Regions from separate parts of the Nomascus leucogenys genome. Here region 1 is linked to region 2. Evidence: chromatin contacts called from public Hi-C data. All regions are on one chromosome and are shown on one strand. Each heading gives the region's core, a stretch centred on a gene start, on an enhancer-like site or on the middle of the called end of the contact. The rest is flanking DNA. Distances are from core to core; before and after follow the strand shown. Region 1 has its middle 22 kb from the start of RTN4RL2. Region 2 holds the start of P2RX3 (P2X purinoceptor 3).

The links. Hi-C and Micro-C count contacts between places; a contact is called where the count stands out from the background.
Region 1: a contact with region 2 is called in a Hi-C map of a lymphoblastoid cell line, with 6 times the contacts expected there. The contact joins the enhancer-like site here to the promoter of P2RX3 in region 2. A contact is called at or near these places in 3 of 4 Hi-C or Micro-C datasets (a lymphoblastoid cell line and an unstated tissue).

What each region holds. Positions count from the first base shown.
Region 1 is chr4:76,897,062-76,899,761 of Asia_NLE_v1, reverse strand. No RefSeq gene overlaps it. Among named protein-coding and RNA genes, the nearest start is that of RTN4RL2, 22 kb to the right of the region's middle. Within about 2 kb of position 1,336, the one cell type or tissue checked has an H3K27ac peak away from gene starts, as active enhancers do. A contact at or near this core is called in a lymphoblastoid cell line, where this site is marked.
Region 2 is chr4:76,750,568-76,753,267 of Asia_NLE_v1, reverse strand. It overlaps P2RX3 (P2X purinoceptor 3), which reads right to left and starts at 1,336. Exons shown (of 12, transcript XM_030810123.1): 1 at 1,017-1,336. The coding sequence starts at 1,135.

The sequences.
Region 1 (2,700 bases), core at 87-2,586, 150 kb before region 2:
ACTTCCCAGGATTTGGGGTACATCCAGGAAGCTGGCCTTTCTCCATACAGAGGATTAGGACAGAATGCTTTAGAAAGAAGGCTAAGGTATGACTCAAACTTTCCCACCATAGCATCCCTAGGGCCTGCCGAAAGTAACACTTTTTTGGAGTCTCCTATTTTATCTTAAAACTTTATGCAAATTTTAAGCTTCCTTGTTATACTATATTTACATTTACCTTTAACATTAAAGTGAGGCTTTAAAGTAAATAAATAAAGTGAGGCTTTAAAATTATCTACATCAAGAGAAGACACCATCAGTGAGGACAAGAGATCTTGCAGAAAGACATACCTTATTTATTCAGCCCTGCACCTGCTTGTGCCCCTGGGGCATAAGCCATGGAGGTTAGAGCAAGTCCCCAAATGAAGGGAAAACTAACATTGGTTTAGGATCTGTCTGTTCTACACAGCTATCTCATTTTATCCAAACTATAGCCTAAGAGGTTGGTGTTGTCATTCTTTCTTGTCGCTGTAGGAAACAAGCCCAGAGAGGTTAAGGCACACACCCAAGGGCACACAGTGTTAGGTGGTGGAGCTCAATTTGGAACCTCGGCAGTCTGTGGAAAGGAGAGCTCTGCAGAAAGGAGGTCCCAAGCTTCTTTCTGGTTCTCAGCTGCTCCTGGGCCTTGGCCATCCCCCCCACCTCCAAAGGTTGGCTCTGTAAGACAGCATTCCAGATAAGCCATTTTCCCTCCCTTTGTCTTTGTTTCTCTTGAGAAGTTAATAAGAGAGACTGACCCCTCCATTGTCAGATAGGAAAACCTGTCCTCAGGGGTCTGGAGACTTGGCAAAGTCAAATCGCAGATCCCTGCTGCTCTGAGCCCAGACTCCCGACTTCCAACACTGACTCTTTTTGTTTTTTGCAAAGTACAAAATCAGAATTGGACAGCACCCACCAGCGGGTTCCGCTGGTTTTCAGTGGGCTTGCCGGGGTCTCTGCACTCTCTGTCCGGGATCCTCAATTTGCGAATAGTCTGGGGAGGCTGAGCGAGAGCCAGGAGCGGACCCGGGGGGAAGCGCCACGTGCGCGCCAGGTCCTTGGTGTGCCCGGCAGGCGGCGCTGCGTGGCTGCGGCTGGCGCCGAGGGTGCGAGGGGCGGCGACCCGGGAGGGAAAATCCCTGACTCTTCCTGGGTCTTGGGTTCCAGAGCCCCTACCTGGGGCTTGCTCTGCCCGTCCTTTAAACTCTCCCTACACCCTCCCCGACCCCCGTCCTTGCAAGCCTTATCTGCAGCCTCACCGGCCCTCGCAACGGTGGTGGTGGTGGTGGGGGGGGGTCTCGAAGCTTGCCGCTGGCCAGCCGGACCCCGGGGGGAGATGGAGGCAGAAATTCCGGCCTCCTAAGAGAAGGGCGTCTGCTCACTCCCCCACTCCCCGGGGCTTGGGGAGGGGGCTGGGCAGGGGCGGAAGCGAGCTGGAGCCGTGTTTGTCGCGGCGCTGCGGAGTGGAACAGATGGCTGGGGAGGGGAGAGGGTGCGTGGCGGGGAGGAGGAGGGGTGCGGGGGCCGGAGGATGGGAACGAGGAATTTCGACGCCCGGAGTCTCCCAGGAGAAGCCCCCCTCCCCATCTTTTCCCAGAAAGGGGGGCGGATATGGGCCTGCCTTTTTCCCGGAGAGCCCTGGCCTCTGGCCTGTGGCAGACCCTACCGCGCAATCCTCCGCCCCAGGAAGCGCCCCTCACCCCCAACCCCCGACCGCAGGACGGGGTGGCGGGGTCAGGACCGCGGGGAGCGGCCCGGGTCTCGAGGGTTAATGGGGCCGCCCTCCCAGGGGCGAGGGGGCTGCGGGAAACGGGCTCGGTGTGGGGAACGAGTTCTGGGATCGCAAATAGCAAAGGAAAAACGTGTTAATTGGAGCTTTATGCAGATGAGCTAGGACTGGGGACTGTGGGGTAGAAGGAGGGACAAGGTCGGACCTCGAGGAGCGTTGGTGGGTTCTGGCCAGGGGAGTGATGGACGCCTATCCAGATAGCTGCGTGTTGAGCCTCCGGGGAAGGACGCTGGTGCCCGGGGATGAGAGGCTTCCTCTCTGATCCCCGCCCCAGAAACAAGGTGGGGGGCTCTCCAAGGTCTCCACGTCCTGGGTCACAGATCGCCACGAAGAGAGGGCGGGGCGCACCCTGCAAGTGTCTGCTTCGGTTTCTGGCTGCTGACCTGTCTCACCTTGGCTGTGGCCCTCTCCTCCCCGGTCTGGCTTGGTCTCCACTCACTTTGCCTCCTCTATCTGTTATTCCCCACACCTGGCATCACCCTTTCCACTCAGTATTGTCTGAAACCTTCCCCAAGTGTGACCCCTTCCCCCTTTGCATTTTCCTGTCTGCCCCCCACGGAACCACTCCACCTTTGAGGCGTGTTTCAAACTTTGGAGTGCTTCATAACCCACCTCCACTTGCTAACATGCAGATTCCAGGGCCCCTTTAGCTATCTGATTCAGCAGATGTGAGGGGCTCAGGAATCAGCTTCCTACTTAAATCAGATGCAAAAGGCCCTTATTTTATAGAAACACTGGGTAAGGGATTGGTGGGCTGGAAAGGTTGGGCAAGTCTCCTTTGACAGCCCCCACCCCTTCCTCAATGCTCACCTCTCCACAGAGGAGAATTGAAACTTTCACCAAGTGTAGTCCTCTCTGCTTCTGTATGATGGTACCAGGCGTGGAGAAGATGG
Region 2 (2,700 bases), core at 87-2,586:
CATAAGATTGGAGACCCGCATGCCAGGAAAGAAAATCTTTGAGGTTTCTGCCTGTATTTCCTGGTGCCCACCAGTGTGTGGAAATGACCACAAGAAGGATAGGACCTGCATTCTTCCCCAGCCATTGTCTGCTCCACAGCCCTTTGTGTGTGTGTGTGTGTGTGTGTGCGCGCGCTTCCAGGCGGTGGGGGCTGAGAGGGGATGGTTGCACCTTCCTGGCTCTTAAGCAACTCCTAGGATGGGTTACATGGCACAGGGTCAAGGAGAGGTAGGGAACTTATGCCTTTTGACAAAGAGGAGCATTTCTAGATTCCTGGGGAGGGAGCTGCACCACGTTCAGGAAAGCTCCTTTTCTCCTTGGCCCCTCTTCCCTTGGGCCTATGTTTGTTTCTTCATCAAGGGGCAGTTCCCTCTTTGTCCTCCCGTTCAAGAGCAGAGGGCTTCTCCCTTGCCCTTCTCTCTCTCACCATCTCACCCATCCATGCCAGAAGGAAATTCCTCATTCTAAAATGGATCCAGTTCTCTCTTTCCCTCCCGGCCACCAACTTGATCAACCTGCCACCACCCCCTTGTCTCAGTGCCTTCCCTTCCCTATTCCTGTGCTGTCTTGTCTTTTTGAGACCCCGAAGAGTTGACTGAGGGGAATTCGAAGATGTGGGAGGGGGTCTGCCTGTTCTCTTGTTGGGGAGATGAGAGCAGGGAGGGTGCAGATGGAGCTCCTGAGCCCTCCCTCGGTGGAGGGCAGTGCCAGGGCAGGGACCCTACTCCTCCGAGCGTGTGCCTTGAAACCACTTTCAACTCTGGAGGATGAACCGGGAAAAGAATTCATCTGGGTGAATTCAGGTCCTAGGTGGGGGTGGCAGAGGCCAGTCTTTAAGACTCGGCTCCACAGAAGAAACTGTTTCTCCCAGGAGGGGAGGAGCTCAGGAAGCTGGACGGTAGCACCGAGGCAGGAGGGTGAAGATGGGATGCCAGGCAGCCCACCCCACCAGGGACCTGAAGGGCCACAGACTCACCCTACAAAGTAGGAGATGATCAGAAGCTGAACTACTCGGTTGATGATCCCGATGGTCCAGCTCTTCACAACCACCGACTTGGTGGTCTCATAGGTGAAGAAGTCAGATATGCAGTTCATGCTGAGAGAGTGCTCAGGGGACACTCAGAAGGGGGCCCAGTGGTGGCCTCAGGAGAGGGAGGTCCTACAGGACAGGGAGATGAGATCACGACCTGGAGGGGGCAGCTTAGAGGGGTCGGAGGAATGGGGAGCCTGTCCCTTTAAGCCAGGCAATCCTAGTCAGGTTCTCTCTGCTCTTGATACTCTGGCTTCCAAGAGGCCGGGACCAGGGCGGGGGACCCCCTTTTTGTTCGTCTCCACCCCACTCCCCTGTGATGTCACAGCAGGGGTGGGGTCTCCAATCCTGGGCTCCTGATTGCCTGGGATGTAGCTGGCTGGAGCCCTCTGGGACTAATGTTTTATCTGCACTCTGTCTACTGTTTCTGTTCTGTTCTCTTCTGCAGCATCCTCATCCCAGCTCACCAGCTGCTCACGCTCTCCCTAAAGCCCCTTGCAATTTCCCATCCCCCAGTCACCTAACAACCTGCCTGAGCTAAGGATCCCTTCATTCCTGAGTGTCTGCCAAATTCCACCCAGTTCTGCAGCCGTCTCCTTTCCTGAGTTGCCCCCGGTGGCATGGGTCAGGGGGAGAGGGTCTCTTGAAAGTTTTTCTGGGTCTTCTGGGGTGTGATGAGTAAAGAGTCACATATTTCTAACTCCAGTTGGTAATGAGCTTTGCTCTACCTGTAGCATAGCAGTTAGCACTTCTTTTTTTGTTTGTTTTGCTTTTTTTTTTATCATTATAGTTTAAGTTCTATGGTACATGTGCACAACATGCAGATTTGTTACATATGTATACATGTGCCATGTTGGTGTGTTGCACCCATTAACTCATCATTTACATTAGGTATATCTCCTAATGCTATCCCTCCCCACTCCGCCCGCCCCATGACAGGCCCCCGTGTGTGATGTTCCCCACCCTGTGTGCAAGTGTTCTCATTGTTCATTTCCCAACTATAAGTGAGAATATGCAGTGTCTGGTTTTCTGTCCTTGCGAAAGTTTGCTCAGAATGATGGAGTCCAGCTTCATCCGTGTCACTGCAAAGGACATGAACTCATTCTTTTTTATGGCTGCATAGTATTCCATAGTGTATATGTGCCAACTTCTTTTTTTTTTTTTAAACTGTCAGTTTATTTATCAAAATCATTTGTTAGATTATGTTTTCCTGAAAGGTTGGGGCTGGGTTTTTTTTTTCTTTCTTTCCTTCCCTTCCTTCCTTTTTTTTTTTTTCTCTTTCTTTTTTTTTTTTTTTTGACAGAGTCTCGCTCTGTCACCCGGGCCAGAGTGCAGTGGCATGATCTCAGCTCACTGCAACCTCTGCCTCTTGGGTTCAAGTAACTCTTGTGCCTCAGCCTCCTGAGTAGCTGGGATTATAGGCACCTGCCACCATGCCTGGCTAATTTTTGTATTTTTAATAGAGACGGGGCTTCACCACGTTAGCCAGGCTGGTCTCAAACTCCTGACCTCAAGTGATCTCCTCGCCTTGGCCTCTCCAAGTGCTAGGATTACAGGTGTGAGCCACCGCACCTGGCCGGGGATGTTTTCACCTTGTTCAAGTTTCCTCAAATCCGAGAAGTGTGCTAAA